2 separate regions of the Mus musculus genome follow, and region 1 is linked to region 2. A link is a contact called in public promoter capture Hi-C data. All regions are on one chromosome and are shown on one strand. The core of a region is the stretch at or near the end of the contact, and the rest is flanking DNA. Distances in the headings are between cores, read along the strand shown. Region 1 overlaps Cd47 (CD47 antigen (Rh-related antigen, integrin-associated signal transducer)). Region 2 has its middle 4.6 kb from the start of Dubr.

Region 1 (5,412 bases), core at 536-3,035, 860 kb before region 2:
TCTCTTCCCTTCCTGTTTCTATTCCTTTCATGTCTTCCTCTTGTTTCATTGCTGAAACTTCAAGCACTCCATTGACTTAGAACAGTGAAGTGGGTACTGTCTCATTCCTGATTTTAGAGACAGAGCTCTCAGTTGTGCCCTGTTTACTACAACGTTGCCTCTAAGGTATTTTCCTTTATTATTTTGCTATATATTGGCAATGTGGCATATATATATATATATATATATATATATACACACACACACACACACACACATATAAAACTTCCAGGACTTTTATCATGAAGGCACTTTGAAGTTTGTCAGACGTCTTTTCTCCATTATTGATATGATGATATAATCCTTAAGTTACCTTATATGGTATACACTTAGTGATTTGTGTATGTTGAACCACACCCATGGATGAAACTCACTTGATCATGATATAGGATCTTTTAAATATGTTCTTGAATTTAAGAAATTTGAAGTTTTGTACCTATGTTCCTAAGGGAAATTGCTATGTAGTTTTCTTTTCTTTTTTATGTCTTTGACACTAGCATAATAATAGCTTTGTAGGATGAATTTGGTGGTGTTCTTTCCCTTTCTATTCTGTGGAACAAATTGAGGACTGTTGGAATTAGATCTTCCTTGAAATTGTGGTAAAATTCAGCCATAATTCCATGTTATCCTGGGCTTTTCTTTGTGTGGGGACTTTTGATTAAAGCTTCAATCTTGTGGCTTGTAATGGGTCAATTTAAATTATTCATATCTTCTGTCTTTAATTTTGATAAATGATCTGCATTTAGAAATGCTTTCACTTCTTAGGTTTTTGTAGCTTTTTGGAGTGTGTGATCTCAAAATATTCCTCATGGTACTCTGGGGCACCTCCTTCTTTGTTTTTCTCAGGTTAGCTAAGGGTTTATCAATCTCATTAGCCAAGGCTTTGATCTTCAGTACTGTTCTTTAGTCCCTATATCATTTCTTTCTCTCACAAACTTTATGGTTCCCTGCCATTGCTGGGATTGGAGCTGTCCCCTTGCTTTTCCAGAGCATTGAAGTATATTTATGTGAGTTGAAGTGTTGTTTATATGAGATGTCTCTTCCTTATTAATACAAGTGCTTATCATCATGTACAAGATAGTCTTAGGACTACCTTGGCTGAATCCCAGAGGTTGTTTCTCTCTGGTTTCAAAATACAATTGTCTCGTATCTCACTATTTTCATAGTTTCTCTTCCTGTTGATTATTACTACGTGTATTTCCTGGTGTTCTGATAAAGAACAAAGAATTATCTCAGCTTTTTTTGTTTGTTTGTTTGACTTGTGACCTATTACTATTTTGTAATCAGTTTGGAATAAGTGGAAGATTGCAATGGGTTGTGTTGGGCAGTTGTATATTATTCTTTATGCTTCTTTGTCATGGTTTGTTCATTGCTAGGATGGATTAGTCTTTAAGTTTTAATTCTCTTTCTTCCAGTTCTATGTGGATGTTTGTTTGTTTGTTTGTTTTTCTGTGATTCTTGCTAGAATGGAGTGCTGTGTGACAATCCCCTGTGGAGACTGATCAAGTCTGATGTTGATCTTAGTGAAGGCATCTGAGATCACTGAGATATCTGGGCTTATCAGAGTGATAGCAGGGTCACTAATGGGCCACATACTGATCAAGTGTATTAAACTTGCTTGTCTCACTCTGAACGCTATAAACTTCTGAGAGATGGAGTCAGAATCCCAGTTGCTCACTACTAGAGCCAAAGGCATGGTTCCTGGTAAACACTGGAGCCAAAGATCCAGTCCTGTAGCAGACTCTAGGAATGTTGGAGTCAAAACCTCAGCTGTGCTGTGAACTTTGAGGCTATTGGCATCAAAGTCCAGGTCCTAGCAACTTTTATAGTTAACTCAGAGGAGGTTGCATTTTCATACATTTATACCATTAGACTTTGTTCTTATCTGTTTCCCTTACTGCCCTCCCCTGACCTTAACCCCTACAACTCATCTTTACATCAGCTTTGATGTCCCATGTAGCCCATCATCCTGTTTCTGTCTCTGTTTGCTTTAGACCTACAGAACCTTCTCAAGGTCTTCTATTTGCATGTTTTACATACAAACACTTAATCATTTACATATGTGTAAATGTATGTAAAACAAGAGGGACAGGTGAGGATGGCTTGTTTTACTTACCACAATGACCCCCAGTTCTAATTTCCCGAAGCTGTCATAATTTTATTCTTATAGCTGAATAAAACTCCATTGTGTGTATATACCATATTTTTTTCTCTGTTGATGGCCATGCGGGCTATTTTCTTGCCTTGGTTATTGTGAGTAGTGCAGCAATATAAGAATCCCTCAGGTTTACTGAGGACTCATAGATAGAGCGTGTCGTAGTTCTACTTTTAGTTTTTGGAGGGACATCTTTACTGATTTCCATTGTGTGTGTAAAGGCTCCACTTTCCATACATCCTTAGCAGTATTTATTGTCTGTTTTCCTAATGCTAGGCATTCTGGCTAGAATGAGATGGAATCTCAAAGCTAAGGATGTTTAACATTTCTTCACGTGTTCTTTCATTTCTTTGTCTTTCTCCCTCTGAAAACCGTTCGGGTCTCAAGCTCACTTGTTAAGTGGTTGCCTTGGGATGATTTGCTAACTGGATGATTTCTTTCTGAGAACTCTGTTCAGTTGTTGACCAGATGAATTGGTGTTTAATTTTTGGAGTTCTTTGTAGGATTTCGGCGATAATCCCCTGTCAGCACATTGTTACGAAAGGTATTCCCCCATCCTGTAGGTTGACTCTTTGTTCTTGGAGCCATTTTGAGTGGGAAAAGGAGTCAGTAAAAGAAACCTTGGCATACAACATCATTTTGGGAAGAATATGTGTTTGTTACCAGGATGATGTTTGTTTTGTGGACTTGGAGATTTAGGTATTACAAATCATTTTTACTGTGTTGTGCTTTTTGTGCAAATGTAAGCGTAAACAAGAAAGAGAAATTATCCAGGATGTAATTGAATTCCACTCAGTAGAACACAGGTAATGGTGAGCATTTGTTGCTTTGGAGCACAGGAGCTGACAGTGTGCAAACACTGAGTGACATTCATATGTTTCTAGGCCAGTGCTTCAGGACTTGAGTTCAGAGAAAGCTTTTTGTTTCCCCCCTTTTTGTTTTATACTTCATCATTTTCTAACCTGGGAAAACTTAAGAGGCTCAACTTACCCTGTGTTCAGGATCTTTAAAATGGTTATTAGTGTTTATTGAATAGTGGTTTTCATTCATGTGTATAATTTATTTTGATTGTATTCACCCCCATTACCCTCTCTGTCCTGTTCCCACTGATCTCCAATCTTCCTTCCAAATAGTTCCCCATCTTCTTTCACATCCTCTTTGAGTATGAGTATGTGATCCAAAGACTTTTGTAAGGGTTGCTTTTAGAAACATTGGGTGTGTGTGTCTGTGTGTTTGTATGTGTGTTGTGTGTGTTTTGCGGGGAGGATGCTTACATACAAGAGCAGGAACGACTTAGCAGTGTCTATACTGTGAGGAGTGGTGGACACCTGAGTGGCAAAGTCTTGAATGAGTATGGGCTGTTGACACGCCCATGGCCATATCAGGGTCCATAGGAAAATGACAAAGGGTGATGTCACCCCTTGGGGGGTGAGGCTCAGAGTAAGGGCAAAGCCTTTTTTGCCTGGTCCACGAGGATACTGGTAGTCTGTGCAGAAAATGCCCACCATAGCTTTATCCCCTCTCTCTGATATTTTATAGCCTAAAAGCTGCTCCCCTAATGGAGACTGTTGCTATCCAAGTTAGCTAAATGTCCGTGTTTAGTTGTAAGTCATATCCTTGTCTGCTTATTCAACTGTATAAAGTAAGCGTGCTGGGCTTCGAGAGTGCTGCAGTCTTCCCATCAGAGGGCCCAGCATATCTTACTATCTGGCTGGCTGTGCATGTTTGTCTTTTCTTGGTTCTCTTGTTATCTCAGTTAGGTCAAGTCCTTGAGGCTGTGCAAAGATGTAACAGAATACCACAAAACAAACAAACAAAAACGAACAAAGCTCTAAAATCATGTCTCCTTCAACTCTTAATACTGTCAAGCGGCTGTAGATTCTCAGAGAAGGGTGAGACCTTGTGAGTCCCTCTCCCCTCCATCACAGGACATCGACAGCTCCAATCTTGGGCAGATCTTGTGTATGTAATCATAGTTGTTGTGCGTTCAGTAGAACAATGGCTTTGTCCTGCTTGGAAGACAGTATTCCACAATACTAAGCCCTGTCCTCGGGCTCTTACATTATTTTTCTTCCCCCTTCTGAGCTTTGCAGATGGTGGTACAGTGTCCCATTTATGGCCGTGCATTCAGTAGTCACATACTCTCAGTCTTTAGTCCTCAATTTTTCTTAGCAGCAAAATGAAGATGCCATCTCCATCACTGCATTCTGGGCTAGAAATAAGGTATCTCTTTGACAAATATTCGTTAGGTGCTGATTGTGGGTCGGCCGGGTGCTGAGGCCGGCCGTATGGACTCAATGATAAGATGCTACTTCAAGGTTCTAGTTAGTGAGTACAGAAGAGATGGCAAGGGGGGAATGGCCTCCCATTTGTGTGAGTGCATCCCAGATGTGTTATTTATGTCGTGTGCTATGCTTTGCTCAAAACGCTGGGACACCGATGTGGGTGTTACCTCTTCTCAGTACAGAAAGCAAATGAGATTCAAGTAATGTGTTCAAGGTCAAACACACTTCCAGGACCTTAACCTGGATTTCCCTGGCTTGAAAAAAAAATAGCATAAGATATAACAACTATGAAAACATTTATAAAAATATGTAAATAATGAAAATTAAAATTACTCATTAATATTCCTATTAGCAATGGTACAGAAAACCTATAATAGTTACTCTAACGACCTAAGATTTCTGGATTTTGCGTTTAGAGATCAGATTAACACTGTTGTACGTTCTGTTGTCCTCACTGTGCTATAAACTGCGTTCATAGTGATGCGAGAAGCTAGCAGAGTTCTTAAGTGTCACAAATGCTGAAGCCTGAAGCAATGCACATTTATTAGCTAACAGTTTTATAGTTCTGATCATGATGTGACTATGCCTTGTGTTCAGTTCTATGACAAAAATCAAGATACTGACTGCTGACCACAGTCTGTTCTTACTGGGATTGTTAAAAGCTCACATAATTGCAGCTGAATTCAGTTCCTTTACAGATCAAGGCTGAGGGCGCTACTTTGCAGGGTGCCAGGGTCTTGCCTCCACTTCTGCAGGTGCAGGCAGGCTTTGCCATGTTGTCCTGCTCATGTGCATAGCCAGGGTCAGGGACTTTATCTCACGGAACCCTTCTAATGTGTCCCACTTCTTTTTCCAGGAAGAGTCCAGGGTCCTTTAAGAATCATTTGATTGGACCAACTTTTGTCCTTCAAGGACAACCTCCTACTGTTAATG
Region 2 (5,308 bases), core at 715-3,214:
TAGTCAAAAATAAAATTAAATAAATCTGCGGGAAAAAAACTATTGTTTTTAAATATATTTTTGAGTGGGATAATTAACTTATTTATTTATTGTTTTTTTTGTTTGTTTGTTTGCTTTTTGTTTTTTGAGACAGGGTTTCTCTGTATAGTCCTGGATGTCTGGAACTCACTTTGTAGACCAGGCTGGCTTTGAACTCAGAAATATGCCTGCCTCTGCCTCCCAAGTGCTGGGATTAAAGGTGTGCGCCACTATGCCTGGCTATTTATTTCTTTTACCATTTATTTATTCACTTTGCATCTGATTGCAATCACCCCTCTTCCCAGTCCCCTCTCTTATGACCCCTCCCCTCCCCATTCACCTTTCCCTCTGAGCGGGGGTGGGGTGGGGCGGGGGAGTCTCCCTTTCTTATCAATGTACCCTGGCACCTCAGGTCACTGCAGGTATATCCTCTCCCACTGAAACGCATTTATTTCAGTTCCTAGTTTGTATTGATGATCTCTCATTTTTATTCTGAACATTCTTCAGCTGATCTTAAAGATTATTGTTGTGGGGTTTTTTTTCTAGAAATTCTCAGAATCAACTGAGATTGATATTGAGATTTAATAGATAAAATTTTCAAGGTCAGAGGATTTTTTAAGTTACGTTTTGATGGCTGTGGTTTCTGGTTTTATAATATAATTAATTAAAAAATATTGTTCATGTTATGTTTCTTCATGTACTTTATCAAGGTATGCCTATTTTTGCCTCTGAATGTAAATTCTAGGCAATTTTAATAAATAATTTTGTTAAATTGCAGCTGGTTTAAGAGATTGTGTTATACACTATTATTATTTATGTATTTCAATTTTTCTCTAAATTAATTGTAATTCTTTCTTTATGATTATGGGCTATATACTTTTTCATAACTTTCTTTTAACCACAAAACACAACATATGGAAAAATTCTTAAGATGTGCTTTATTTAGATGGTTTGGGGTCTAAGTTTCTCTTTTTTTATTTAAGAAAATTTCTGTTCTTTTTTATAAGCATTTTCTTGCTATTTTTTGTCTGTCATCCATCTTTTTTTTTTTTTTTTTTCCTGAAATTCTCATCATTCCTGACTTACTTTTACTTTTGTTGTTGTCTTTGGGTGTGGCAGGGTGGTGGTTTTATTTATGTGTGGCAGGGTGGTGGTTTTATTGGGATCAACCCTAGTTTTCCCCTTTTATAGAGAGTGAAGACATTAGTTGACTGATGGATTCTGTCCCAGTTGTCTAATTTATAATATTTAAATGTCTAATGTTAAATGTTTAATGTGACATTTAATAGCCATTATTGTTGAGAAAAGTGGACCAAGATTCATATAAGAAAGACTACGGAGAGAGTTGACCATCCCTTTACAGAAGTGGTTGGGAAAAGCCACCCAGAATGTGATTTTTGCACAAACACTTCAGATTGGTGAAGGAACGAGTGTTTTGGATAAATGAGGCAAGAATGTTCCTGGAACAGCGTGGGCTGAGGCCCGGCAGCAGCAGAATCCCCATGCTTGGATGCCTGATCACCTTTTACCCTTCCAAACCCCAATGATCCTTGACTATAATGATCTTCAGGTCTCTGATGTTTCAATGTGAACTTCGTATTCTACCTCCAGGTCCTCAGATAAAGATCTCAGCGATAGCTTTGGGCTGTTTATCCAAAGCTTTACGGCTACAGGGGACATTTTTGTTGTTGCAACATACACATTAATGACTAACGAGTATTCAAAAGGCACAAAAACATCCACTCTCTGTATTCAGAAATGATAGGATCTTTTGAAGCCATTTGGTTTAAACTAGCTTTATCTTTTAAAAGCACAAATCCTTAACAAACAAAACAGAAAACTGTATGGCAAAGAAAGTAGCAGGAAAAGAGAGAAAGCAAGGATGAGTTTAATTTGTAAACGGAAGGGCAGAATTAAGGATGGTAACAGCGAAGGGACAAACTTTGTATCTCTACGGGGGAATTACTTCTGCCTTCTCTACGTAGTTTATTTGAAACACTTGAACTTCCTCTTTCCCTTTTCCATTTTCCTCTTTACGTCTCATTTTCTTGAGCCCAGCTGTCACAGTGAAGTCTGCCTAAGTCACAATTCATATGGAAAACTGAACCGTGCATTGTAAAATAGGACACAAAACAAAAGACTTCATCGGAGCTGAGCTCATCGCTCTTACACAGACCAGCGCAAACCCTTCAACAGTGTTCCGCACAGCCTGGGACGGTTCCTGCATTCTTAGTGTGCTACTGCCCCCTGCTGGTCATGCGGCAGCATTGACTCCAGCCACGAAACCTTCTCCAGTAAGGAAACACTGCGTGTTTCCTGCTCGCTCTCAGAAAAGTTAATGAAGATTTGAACAGACCGGTTCAGAGACTCCGAATAAAAGAAACGATTAGAGTTTCTGTCTTGTTTGGGGGCGCTTTTCGTTTTGGGTTTTGTTTCGTTTTTCTTATGAGTTCAGTTCCCCTTTCAAGTTTGTGAGGGAAGCAAAACACAAGGTCAGTAAGGTAACGTAAAAACAACCAGGAGATTAAAAACTAAGGCGGAGGCAATAGAAGTACAAAAGGAGTAGGCGACGGCGATGTCCACGCAGCAAGGTCAAGGCAGTCAGTCCCATAAAACCCTGTCGCCTTCCCCTAGGTGCTCGAGCAGAAGCACACTTCATGGAGGAACCTGGGTGGGTCCTTTGTGAGGTTCGGTTTTGCTGCTGGATTTGGTTACAGATGTTTCTCAAAGCGATTAGGATTTGGATTGGGGCCTCTACGGCAGGTCCCCGGCACACAACCCATGGATCTCATTTCCTGAGTGGTTCTTAGACATCCAAACAGGTCAGGGTCTCTTTCTTGGATGTCAGCCAGGAGCAACTGCGAGGACCTGAGCGAGCTTAGGTGTTGGGTGTTATCAGTTCCAGGCTTCCACGCCCTGACTTGTGTGGGTTCCTGCAAACCAGCACCCAGTAGGCTGAAGCAGCAGGTACCAGGATCCGCCAAGTGGCCTGAGGCTCTGCGGATGCTAGAGCCTTACTCAGCATTTGAGCCAGCTCACTGTCTTTCTCTGTGAGTCACATGGTTAGAGCCAATTCTTCCGCCTTCTGCCTATTCACATCCTTATTACATCAGTGTAGGGTACCTGAGGAAGGCTCGGTGTGGGAAATTACAAGTTTGACTCCTTTCCACAGGCCTGATGACAGTGAAGCCCATGTTCAAAAGAGAGCTTACACTTAGGATTCTTGAATAAATACCAGTTTACCATTGTTTTACTGTGCTAAGTTCACAGTTTTCTGGCACTCTCTTCTGTCTTTGGGGGCTGTTTATAACCCAAGTTGTTACCAATTAACTGTCTTACTTAATTTGTAAATTGCATATGTAAATTGTATATCTTTTTTTAAAAAAAGGAAAAAGAAAAACTGTAAGCATTCAATGGTCCATAAATTTCTATAAGTTGGTGAGCCACAAATCTTCTCTCTAAGCACCCTACAGGATGTACTCCAGTTAAAGTTTTATATTTTTTTTTCCTTCTGAGGTTCAGGGACTCACATGCTGACGATGCTGGAACTCTGTCATTGAATAACATCCATGCATAGGTATGCATGCACAGTGCCCATACATGTCAAATATCATTTAATTATGTGCACATATGCTTCAATGTGTTTATGTGCACCATATACATACAGAAGCTCATGAAGAGCAGGGTCTGACTGGATAGTTGTGAATCTCTGTGTAGGTATTGCAAATTGAACCCGGGTCTCTGCAAGAGCAATAGGCAGTCTTAACCACTGAACCATGTCTCCTGCTCCAGAAAATATTTTCAAAATCATCTTTATGATGCTTACTTTTAAATAGCATCCCCTCTCAATTCAATTTGTTCCAGGGTTCTAGGTGTTTAAAAGTAATTTGTATCCGAGAGACTGATTTTTATAATTGATGCAGAGGTGTGCTTATCACCCAGAGCTCATTTGTAACTGGAAGGGTCATCTGTTAATCATGTCACGTCTATTTCATATTTACTGTGAGTCCTTATGACCACTGGATTAGGTTCAAAGCTAACTTTAAAGCTCACGCGTACGACTGTGAGTTGCATTTGCTCAAGTTCCAGGAAATCTCACTTGCAGAACAGATCAGGTCTCTGTGATTGGGCCTTTCGTACTTTGCCTGGGTTTCTATTGCTCAATTTTCTCTTGACATTAATGCTGCCGACTGGAATGAAGGTGAGTTACAGTCCGGGTTTGCTTGTCTGTGTCCTCAGCAGCCTGCTACAAGAGGTACAAGGGGCAGGAGTGGGTGAGCAGAGCCTCACACTCACAGGCTCTGCTCCTCCCAAGGACAGAAAGATGCTCTTTGCCTGTTAGGGACATATTGCACATTAGCCTGTCCCCTCTTGTGACAAAGCAACTCTTCTCCTAAAAGCAAGAAACAGCATGGGCTGGAGAGATGGCCCAGTGGTTAAGATCGCTGGCTGCTCTTCGAGAGGATCTGTGTTCAATTCCCAGTTCCCACTCGACAGCTCGAAACTGTAACTTATGTTCCAGTGGAATCTGACTCCCTCACACAGACATGCCTGCAGACCAGACACCAATGCACATAGACATAAAAAATAAAAAAAAATTACTTATGTAGTCTGTATAGTGATATGCATGGCAGCTGGGGCTACATGGAAGGCTCTCTCAAAACTAAAAACATTCTGATTTCTCCTCTGGCTGAGGGGCTATTGGCAGTTGATAGCAGCTTGGGGAAGGGAAGAGCCGCCTTCAGGGTGGGACTGTTCGTCAGTTCCCTATGTTTGAAGGTATGATTATCCCTTTTGACTCAATAGTTTATTAAAAAAAAAAAAACCAAACCAAGAAGACGTGAAGTGGGGAGGGTGTTTGGTGTGGAGGAGTCTAGGGGGAGCAGGGACTGAGTCATAAGATATGGATACGGTCAAGTCATGTTATATACATTTATGAAATTCTTGAACATATTTAAAAACTTCCATTGATCTGGGAGGTAGCTCAATGATTGACACTGTGCCCTATGTACACAAGGCCTTGGGTTTTATCCCCAGCACTGCAATAAAAACAAACAAATAAACAGAATGGAAAATAGAAATGTCCCCCTATTGTTTTGTAGGATGTTTCTTCCAAAATTTGACTGAATGCTGATCCAAGCAGCTTCATGCAAGAATGCGATGTGATTCCAGTTATTTCTTTGGTGATAGTTACATACCCAGACTCCAACGAGTGGTGGATAATTTTGAGAAAACATATTTTATACTAATCTTAAGGTTGTCTTTCAGGTCACCTGGTAAAAGAACGAAG

The links. Promoter capture Hi-C pulls out the DNA fragments that hold promoters and counts their contacts.
Region 1: a promoter capture Hi-C map of liver shows a contact between it and region 2, with 3 times the contacts expected there. The contact joins two enhancer-like sites. A contact is called at or near these places in 14 of 39 promoter capture datasets (the 3T3-L1 cell line, 3T3-L1-derived adipocytes, the C10 cell line and 8 more), 1 of 15 datasets of contacts at CTCF or cohesin (large pre-B cells), 3 of 484 Hi-C or Micro-C datasets (the G1E-ER4 cell line, adipose-derived mesenchymal stem cells and uterus), 4 of 115 datasets of contacts at active chromatin or transcription factors (bone marrow-derived macrophages, cardiomyocytes, craniofacial prominence and 1 more) and 2 of 9 other capture datasets (embryonic stem cells and liver).

Annotation. Positions count from the first base shown.
Region 1 is chr16:49,872,961-49,878,372 of GRCm38.p6, forward strand. All of the region lies in intron 2 of Cd47 (CD47 antigen (Rh-related antigen, integrin-associated signal transducer)), which reads left to right. Among named protein-coding and RNA genes, the nearest start is that of Cd47, 20 kb to the left of the region's middle. Within about 2 kb of position 1,786, at least 11 of the 459 cell types and tissues checked have an H3K27ac peak or open chromatin away from gene starts, as enhancers often do. A contact at or near this core is called in liver, where this site is marked.
Region 2 is chr16:50,734,702-50,740,009 of GRCm38.p6, forward strand. No RefSeq gene overlaps it. Among named protein-coding and RNA genes, the nearest start is that of Dubr, 4.6 kb to the left of the region's middle. Within about 2 kb of position 1,965, at least 196 of the 459 cell types and tissues checked have an H3K27ac peak or open chromatin away from gene starts, as enhancers often do. A contact at or near this core is called in liver, where this site is marked.